2 separate regions of the Xenopus laevis genome follow, and region 1 is linked to region 2. The links are chromatin contacts, called in public Hi-C maps. All regions are on one chromosome and are shown on one strand. The core of a region is the stretch at or near the end of the contact, and the rest is flanking DNA. Distances in the headings are between cores, read along the strand shown.

What was found. Hi-C and Micro-C count contacts between places; a contact is called where the count stands out from the background.
Region 1: a contact with region 2 is called in a Hi-C map of the XTC cell line, with 3 times the contacts expected there. The contact joins two enhancer-like sites. A contact is called at or near these places in 2 of 4 Hi-C or Micro-C datasets (the XL177 cell line and the XTC cell line).

The regions. Positions count from the first base shown.
Region 1 is chr7S:70,178,308-70,183,524 of Xenopus_laevis_v10.1, forward strand. All of the region lies in intron 10 of phldb1.S (pleckstrin homology-like domain, family B, member 1 S homeolog), which reads left to right. Among protein-coding and RNA genes, the nearest start is that of phldb1.S, 26 kb to the left of the region's middle. Within about 2 kb of position 2,459, at least 1 of the 7 cell types and tissues checked has an H3K27ac peak or open chromatin away from gene starts, as enhancers often do.
Region 2 is chr7S:70,087,199-70,092,488 of Xenopus_laevis_v10.1, forward strand. No RefSeq gene overlaps it. Among protein-coding and RNA genes, the nearest start is that of h2ax.2.S, 16 kb to the left of the region's middle. Within about 2 kb of position 3,778, at least 1 of the 7 cell types and tissues checked has an H3K27ac peak or open chromatin away from gene starts, as enhancers often do.

The DNA.
Region 1 (5,217 bases), core at 1,209-3,708, 90 kb after region 2:
TATTGATGCTGTGGCTGATATCTTTATACTAATGTAATTTACCAAGTTATATTACAGTACGTAGTGCTGGCAACCCTTTATGAAATATTAGGTACCTACTACAAGATCATTTAATATATATGTTGGTTCTCCTTTTGCTTCTAAAGCAGCCTTTATCCTTCACTTCCCTGAGTAGGATTTCCACTAGTTGGGATTTTTTTCATTCACAAGTGAGAATATAAACAAGTCTGACATGGTATTCATCTCAGAGTTACCTGAGAACACACTCAGTGTATTTTGGCAAAGAAACGTGCCACTGCATTTCAAACTGAAATCCAGAGAGTGAGAGTATGTTTGCTCGGGAGCCGGTAGAATGGTTCAGGATGCAAAAAGGAGAGGTAGGTACTGCCCATGTAGGGGCTGAAATCAGCCTGCATATTTCAGCAGGCTGCATTCATGGCCAGGCCTGTCAGATACTCCCATTCCCATGTCTACAAACTAGGTGGTCATACACCGATAATATCATACAAAACAAATTTTTGTACAATATTTGGTGTGTGTGGTGGGAGCCGAGCCGACCGATATCGGTCAGCTCGTCAATCGAGGAGCGTAATTGTAACGCCTATGGCCACCTTAATTCAGTATGGATCTTATGCTGTGCCAAGAATTATTATCCTACTGAAACAGGTTTTCTCCAAAGTCGAAAGCACAGATGTAGTTGCACTTGTCTCAGGCAATGATGGGTGAGTCTTAAACAGCCAAACATACTTTTTGGCAATATATTATATGTCCTGCCCTAGAAAATTCTCAGTGTTAGTATTTTTGCCCGGTTTCACAGGTAGATTATTTGATTTGGCCCCAATGCCTGGTTTCTCAGGTAGATTATTTGATTTGGCCCCAATAAAAATAATAACGTTAATAGAAATATGGTAAAAATGGCCAAACTGAAGTAAAAGCAGACCTTATTAAAGGAAAAGTAACATCAAAAAAAAAAGTGTTTTAAAGGAATGATTATATAATGTAGTGTTGCCATGCACTGGTAAAATTGGTGTGTTTGGTATAGAAACACGACTATAGTTTTATATGTGACTATTAATATTTTCATTCATCCAGGTCATGGTACATCTAGTATAGTTAAATCTAAAACAACTGGACTTGCTGGGTAATCATTGGACGTTTTACTACTCATCTCAGCAGCTTCTTCAGTTCAACTGGGAAATTCTCATCATATAAACTCTTCCACTAATCCAATCACAATGGCACATTGTAACTCTTTAGAGAGGTGTTGATTCTGTGTAGTTACCATGATATGATACCAATGTAGCATGCAACATCTAGAAAAAGGTGTTACTTGTGAGAGTTGCATGAATAGATGTGTGAAGTGTTCTGAATCGCCTACGAAGGGGGAATGCCCCCGAAACGTTGTGATGCTAAGATAAACACGTAAGGTGCTTGTCCCCGGTTTGAAATTGCCATGAGTGCCGGTACCTATTTTTCTGTTCCTGTCAGTTTGGGGGAAGTGCCGACTTTAAAGGGTCCGTGAACCGGGTTTAATTATCTCTGAAGGGCTCGGGTGTGCACGTGCTTCACTTGGCTAAGTGTTCTGAATCTGCCAGTAAACAGATGTGAGAACAGCATTGTATGTAGCAGACAGGTGGTGTCGAAGGCCCCCGCCTCTGTTCAGGGATGGTTTCTCCACCTTGACATGAATTGCCTCTTTCTGACCTCGTTCAAACCAGCGTTCTTCTTTATCCAAGATTTGGACCTTGCTATCTTCAAAGGAGTGTCCCTTGTTTTTTTAGGTGTAGAAAGACAGCAGAGTCTTGCCCTGTACAGTTTGCCCTCCTATGCGGAGCCATTTACTTGGCGAGCTTGGATAAAGAAGCTGGTTTGAACGAGGCGTGAAAGAGGCGATTCATGTCAAGGTGGAGAACACCACCTGTCTGCTACATAAAATGCAGTTCTCACATCTGTACCCCTGCGGATTCAGAACACTTCACACATTCATGCAACTCTCACAAGTAACACCTGTTTCTAGGAGTTGCATAACACATTGGGTAATCCTATGACACCTCTGTAAATTTCAGTTGTCACCTCTTTGAAGAGTTACAATGTGCCATTGTGATTGAATTAGTGGAAGAGTTTATATGCCGAGAATTTCCCACACCAGTCAGTTGAACTGAAGAAGCTGCTCGGATGAGTAGTGAAAGGTCTTCAATGATTACTCGGCAATTCCATTTGTTTTAGATTTACCTATACTAGATATTTTTTATAAAAACAAGCTGCTGTGTTGAAGTTCTGAAGCATCCCATTGTATACTACTGAGCTTATATGTTATTTGCTGTGTATCGTGTGCCTATTGTTTTTTAGTTATCATGTGTATATTGAATATTAAGGTACTAATGATGATATCAGTTGCATGCTTTAACTATTTTAACATGTGCATTCAGGAGGCTCTATTGGGGGTTACATTGTAGCCAGGCAATCGGCACGTGTACACCATGTAAACTCTACTGCACATGCACTTATTGCCAAAGGAGATACTAGGGGTGGGAAAAGGAACATTTAAATATTTTCGAGCAGCTGGTCACGTATTCCCTGGAGCACACAGTTGAAACATAGGTAATGTCAGTGTAAGGGCAGTCTAAGGGGCACATTTACATGTGAATTATTGCTACAGGAAGGCTCCGCCATGCTTTGCGCAACTACGTCAGATGTTATCTCCTGGCGAATACGTGTATTTATCAAAATTTCTCCACAAATGAACACTGGCGTTCTTGTGCCAGCAAAAATTCATCTGCACAAAAGTTTGTGTATTTTCTCTAGGGGCCGATTCACTAAATTCGAGTGAAGGATTTGAAGTAAAAAAACTTCGAATTTCGAAGTATTTTTTGGGCTACTTCGACCATCGAATGGGCTACTTCGACCTTCGACTACGATTTAGAATCAAAGGATTCGAACTAAAAATCGTTCGACTATTTGACCATTCGATAGTCGAAGTACTGTCTCTTTAAAAAAACTTCGACCCCCTAGTTCGGCAGCTAAAAGCTACCGAAGTCAATGTTAGCCTATGGGGAAGGTCCCCATAGGCTTTCCTAAGTTTTTTTGATCTAAGGATATTCCTTCGATCGTTGGATTAAAATCGTTCGAATCGAAGGATTTAATCGTTCGATCGAAGGAATAATCCTTCGATCGTACGATCGCAGTATTTGCGCTAAATCTTTCGACTTCGATAGTCGAAGGATTTCAATTCCTAGTCGAATATCGAGGGTTAATTAACCCTCGATATTCGACACCTTAATGAAACAGCCCCTAGTGTCACTTTCTACCTAGTGAAACTTCATTAACATACCTACAGTTATGTCAGTATAAATATGGCAGGTACATAAAGGTCATATGTTTGTATGTATTTTATTAGGGATGTTGGTGAAATTGCAGGAAGTGGCCACTTATTAAAAATGTCCCAGAAAGATAAATAAAGACAAAATTGATCCTCTATTCTCCTATACATGAGACCACCCTAAAACAAATGTGGCATGAGCTTCAAATGGTTAAAAAGGTTTAAATAATATATATTTAACAGTTACAACTTTTAAACCTAATCCTACATTAATATATGAAAAAACGCCAGTGTTTTGTCTATTTTTTTAAACTTTTTTGGAGTACAGGATATCATGTCACTGGCATAATAATGTTGAGGATGTAGCTTCATTTTATCAATTTGCCAGCCAGAATCTGGCGAAATATAATTTGGTGAAAAGGTAACGTATAGAAAAGTTCATGCTTTTAAATGGATAAGGATTAAAGATCGTTCGCCAGGGTGAAAATTCGCCTGACAAAATGCCGCAAAACTTCTCTTGCATTGAGCTTTCTCCCTAGTGAATTGTCTTCTTCGCCTTTTACTAGATTGACAATATCCCTATGAATTTTCACTTAAAAAAAGCTCTCTAATAAATTTCCCCCTATATGTGGATCTTGAGTTGGAGTAAATTACAGGGAAATACAGGAAAAGCCAGTACAGCTAAGAATTGAAGGCACATATTGCCTTTCCAGCAGTGTTCAGTATTATCTGTTTCCATTGTTCTTGCTGGTCAAATAACTAAAAGTCCAATTTGGAAATTTTTTACACCATTTGAGGCCAAGTTCAAATCAATATTCAACAGCAGAATATGTTTTCAGTTGTACAAACCATAATCAAATGACACTGTATGTCACAAATCAATACAGGTATGGGACCTGTTATCCAGAATGCTTGGTACCTGGGGTTTTCCGGATAACGGATCTTTCGTAATTTGGATCCTCATAACTTAAGTCTATTAGAAAATCATTTAAACATTAAACCCAATTTGCTGGGTTTGCTTCTAATAAGTATTAATTATATCTTAGTTGGGATCAAGTACGTATTACAGAGAAAAAGGAAATCCATTTTAAAAAAATTTGATTATTTGGATAAAATGGAGTCTATGGGAGGTGGCCTTTCCGTAATTCGGAGCTTTCTGGATAACCGGTTTCCGGATAATGGATCCTATACATGTACAATATTTTGCAAATTTTTAGGCAGTCATAAAGATATATAGTTATAGCTAGATACAATTATGCACCATGAATAAGCCTGGTTTACTGTGTAGCAGTGCAATGATCTATTAACTTCTTATGAACATTATGTACTGCTTCAAGATGGCCAGGTCTTTACAAAAAGAATAAGCATATAGTATAGTGTTAATTCTGCAAATTATGGTAATATAGTTTGTTTGTGAATAAATCCATGATACATAATACCTTCTAGAAGTATATGGGCTCTTGCACATGGGCATTTATCCTGCATTTAGATGTGTGTAAAAGCAGATTTGAGCGCAAATAAACGTATTAGTTGATTGATTCCATTATATTCTGCCTGGTTGTACTAGTGAGTTGTGTTTTACTCCATGTGCTTTTGTTTATGACGCAGCATGTTGCATTTTCTTGCATTTAACATGCGTTCAGCTATAAAGAGAACAGAGAGAGTTTGCAACGGAAAAAACGCAATATATGCATTTTTTTCACGTTCGGCATGCATTTTAAAAAACACCCACGTGGAAGAGCCCTAATAGCTTATCTCTGCACACACAAAAGGCTAATAACACAGACTTCAAGGTATGCTTCCTAACTAGTATACATTTAATACACCCCCAAATTCTAATTTTCTGTATAGCAGAAGGCAGAGAATTGCACTGAAGTTTTAGACGAACGGTAAAAAAT
Region 2 (5,290 bases), core at 2,528-5,027:
GGTAAAGATTGGGGGCAATATGATGACTGCTGGAGGGCTGTATGATGGATGGCTGCTGAGCTTGTTGGTACAGGTATGGGGGGGGCAGTATAATGGATGGCTACTGGGCTTGCTGGTACAGGTACGTATGATGACGTACAGGCAGTATGATGGATGGCTGCTGGCACAGGTACAGGGGGGCTGTATTATGGATGACTGCTGAGCTTGCTGGCACAGGTACAGGGGGGGGCTGTATGATGGATGGCTGCTGAGCTTGCTGGCACAGGTACAGGGGGGGCTGTATGATGGATGGATGCTGGCACAGGTACAGGGGGGGCTGTATTATGGATGGCTGCTGTTCTTGCTGGTACAGGTACGGAGGTGCAGTATGATGGATTGCTATTAGCACAGATACGGGGGGGGGGCTGTATTATGGATGGCTGCTGGCACAGGTACAGGGGGGCCTGTATTATGGATGGCTGTTGAGCTTGCTGGTTCAGGTACAGGGGGCAGTAATATAAATGAAAAAGTGTTGTACATTTTTTTGCTTTCTTTATTTAAAAACCATCATGGTAAGGAGGTAAATGGTAATTCAGGACAGGGGGGTGCTGATTGAAGCTCTTGCCTAGGGTGCCAAACTACCTTGGCCCGCCATCGGCAGGGAAGCCATTCATATGTGAAAAAAGTCATATTAAGACATATGAAAAAGGAGAAAAACCGGCTCTAATCTTCTCAGGACAATTATAGACACATACATTAAAGCTATATTGATTTTAGATTACTTATAAATTTCACGGGTTAGGTCCCTTGTAGGTGAAAATAGTATATTATTAAATGAATCGCTTGGCAATTCTTACCAAGCAGAAAGGTTTGACCTGGGTGTCCAGACCCCAGGCCCTTCACTTAAATTAGTCAATGAACGGAAAACAGCCGAAGGGCTTTGACTCACCGAATTAGCCGAATGGTCCGGGTGCCGTGCCCCGAACCCGTAGCTTAGGCAAATTCTATCTTCACAATAAAGCAGCACGCACTCCTGCGACCATAGCCATGAGGATAAAATTGTAACTTTATTCCATGTAGTTAAAAAGTAAGCGTCCTAACACGTTTCGTATCAACAGATACGTAATCATAGGCCTATGATTACGTATCTGTTGATACGAAACGCGTTAGGACGCTTACTTTTTAACTACATGGAATAAAGTTACAATTTTATCCTCATGGCTATGGTCGCAGGAGTGCGTGCTGCTTTATTGTGAACATATTAAGACATACCCTTAAATCCATATGCCTCCTCCTCCCCTGTGTATAATACAGTACCCCAGCATATGATTAAACACCTTAGGGGCCCCTTACAATAATTTTCAAATGCTAACAAACCCCCAGAATAAATACCAGGCTTATGTTCCATAGATATCATAGTTCAGGCAGAGTATGGTACACACAGGGTGCAAAGAGCAGGCAAAGTATGACACACACAGGGAGCATAGGGAAGACAGAACAGAACACGAGACAGGAAAATCAGGACCACTCTAATATGTACTTCATACAGTGACACAGTGCTGGTGCTCCATTAGAATTTTGTATAAAGTGTGAACAGGAGAACAATGTGGGCAGTTTCAGTCTGGGTCTCAGGTTTGAACAGTACAGGCCTTTAGGATCTGAACAATAGAGGTTTCACAAGTGTGAACAATGCAGGGAATTACAGTGTGAATTTGAGGTTTAAACAATGCAGGGGCCAGTTAATTTCTGTAGTGATACCTTTTAAACCTTACAAATGGTAAACAGACACAGCAGGCAGACTTTGATGTGGAGGGCCACATAAGGGGGGGTCGCAGGCCGCCAGTTGGACAGCCCTGATTTGCATTATATCAACGTAAATACTTGAAGTCATATGGTTTCTGAGCAGCACATAACATTTTTACAGACAACACAAAGACAAAGGAGGTATGATAATAAAAATGTTTTCACCAGGTGTAATTACCTAGAGTCGACTGGCCCACCGGGATATCAGGAGAACTGTTCTTGCTAAATGGGGCATATAAAATAGATTTAGATCAGGTGCTTAAAATTGAAGCAAGGACATTTACCTCCCTATAATTATTCCCTTATTAGGAGAGTTTTGAGAGTTGTAGGTTTAACAGCAGCCATAGGGAACAAGCCCGGGGCCATTTCTTCCCCTTCCAGGCATGCAAGAAGGGGCACACGGTGTGACAAAGCGTGTGCTGGGGGAAGGAGCATGCTCAGAAGCATGCCAAATGTAAGACTCAGCAGGGGAAGAGGGTCCCCTACTAGGGGTAGGCAAAATAAGAGGTATTTGCTTGGCACCCCCAATTTGTTGCACCCTAGGCACCTACCTCTTTTGCCTACCCCTATTTCTGGCCCTGATATGGAACACAGGTGAACCTTTGAACTCAGTTTATTAAGGAATTATCAAGAATAAATAGTTACAGGAAGAATAAAGATTACAGGAAGACTATTTCCCATAGAGCCAATTTTAAGCAAATACAGATATAGGCTCTATTAACATATGAAGTGGAAAGAGGGGGGGATTGGCCGCTCCAGACTCACCTCCTGTGTGTATAATTAATACAGCTCCATTCTGCTCTATCGGGTGCTCAACCACCAGTGCTCTCACTGTAATCAGACTTGCAAAAAAATTGGAAAGGCGGCACTCCGATTAAAAAGAAAGAGGTGGTTTATTTCAACAGGTCAGAGACTGACATCGCCTGACGCGTTTTGGGAGCAACTCCCTTAATTATAGCCTATGATTAAGGGAGTTGCTCCCGAAACGCGTCAGGCGGCACTCCGATTATAAAGAAAAAGGTGGTTTATAGGCTCTATTTTCCAGAATTCTTGGGACCTGTGGTTTCCAGCTAAGGAATCTTTCCATAACCATATCTGAAGTCTGCTTAAAATGATTTAAACGTTAAAAAAAACCAATAGGATTGTTTTGACACCAATATGGATTTATGCAGCTTAGTTAATATGAAGTTCAAGGGATTACTTTATTATCACAGAAATAAGGGAAATAATGTAGCTCACCTGGAGGGCAACCACAGACTATATAATCCTTCCTGGGGGGCTGTGCTCCCCAGGTACTAAAGACAACCATGTTTCCAGTCCCAGTTCAAAAATTGTCATTGCTGCATAAAGTCAGTTAATTTGCATTTTGGGAATTAGAGCCACAGTACTCCATACAATATGTTTGTGGTTTGTTTCTAAACAGCCATAGCAATGTTTCCAAGGACTCATCCTCATATTAGGTAAACAAAGCTGCTTGTACACGTGCATCTATCATGGGAACACAGTTGTAAGGGGCCCTTCCACCCAGAATCGTATTCTGATCATATATGTATTGTTAGAGTAGTGCAAGATCTTTGTTCCTTTCTTTGCATCAAAAGAGACTTCCAAATGAAGGCTAGGTTACAGAGGGATCTTCGATGAGACCATGATCTTCCATGAGAGGCAGGTTTAATGATGACAGACCAAGGATTAGACACAGGTAAAAAACACCCCCCCCCACACACACACACACACAAACAAACACACCCAATTGCCAATTGTCTTTCAAAAATGAATGCCATTTTCAAATGCTGGTGCTTTTCATTTTGTTGAGCACTGTGCTACCAAAAACTTCCCACTAGATGGCGAGATGAGTCCAGGATACACCTATTGTAAGGAAATACCCATATGATAACATGATTTAGCCTTTTGCTAGGAAGAAACTACTCCCATGGGCTTATTTGGAAATCAGCTTAAAGGAACAGTAACACCAGTGATCCCCAATCAATAGCTCGCTAGCAACATGTTGCTCACCAACCCCTTGGATGTTGCTCCCAGTGCCTCAAAGCATGTGCTTATTTTTGAATTCCAGGCTTGGAGGCAAGATTTGGTTGCATAAAAAACAGGTGTACTACCAAACAGAGCCACTTGTAGGCTGCCAGTCCACATAGGGGCCACCAAATAGCCAATTACAGCCCTTATTTTGGCACCCCAGGAAGTTTTTGCATGCCTGTGTTGCTCCCCAACTCTTTTTATTTTTGAATGTGGCTCACGGGTAAAGAAGTTTGGGGACCCCTGAGTAACACCAACAACTGAAAGTGTATTCAATTATTTAAAATATAATGCAGTGTTGGCCTGCACTGGTAAAACTGGTGTGTTTGCTTCAGCAACTGTACTATAGTATATATCAGTGGTCCCCAACCAGTAGCTCGCGAGCAACATGTTGCTCACCAACCCCTTGGATGTTGCTCCAGTGGCGCCAAAGCAGGAGCTTATTTTTGAATTCCAGGCTTGGAGGCAAGTTTTTGTTGCATAAAAATCAGGTGTACTGCCAAACAGAGCCTCTTGTAGGCTACCAGACCACATAGGGGCTACCAAACAGCCAATAATAGCCCTTATTTGACATCCCCATAGACAAACGTTTCCATGCTTGTGTTGCTCTCCAACTCATTTTTACATTTATATGTGGCTCACGAGTTAAAAAGGTTGGGGACCCCTGGTATATATAAACAAGCTGCTGGGTAGCTGTGGGGGCAGCCATTCAAAGTTGAAAAATAAGAAAAGGCACAGGTTACGCAGCTAATAAGCCCTGTAGTATACAATGCGATTCTACATAGCTTATCTGTTATCTGTTATTTGTCATGTGCTTGAATAGCTGCCCCGTGGCTACAAAGCAGCTTGTTTATATAAACTATAATAGTCTTTTTGAAGCAAACAACCCAGTTTTACCAGTGCAGGGCAACACTTCATTATTTATTCATTACTTAAAACACTTTGATGTTACATAATGACACACAAGACAATTAGTTGCTGCGTTTTTTAAAACTGGATTAAAATCCCTATTGTATGGATTTTACGGCTACTCGCTCAAAAAAAAAAGGTCTGGCAGCGACTTTGAGAAACAGCAGCTTGAAATAGCACTGTGTATTTTTCTTGTGGTTACTTGTATCTCTTTGGATGGGAGGGAAACTGTGGCGATCAGTCGCTGCGAGTTTTAAAAACCCAGATCGCAGCAACTGATCGCCAAAGTTTCCCTCCCATCCAAAGAAATACAAGCCAACATGGATAAAATACACAGTGCTATTCTGGAGCTGCTGTTGCTCCAAGTCACCCCATATGTCTTTGCCCTAACATCAGGCAATTATTGCCTGGAAAAGTAGACCACACAAATTACAGCAAGAGATTAATACAGAAGTGAACCGAGCACTTTGGTGCCATGTTTGTAATCACCTGGCACGTCAATGCCCTTATATGAAAAAATTGGGTTGAATGTGATACCTTTTGTTGTAGTACTATGGACAAACTGACA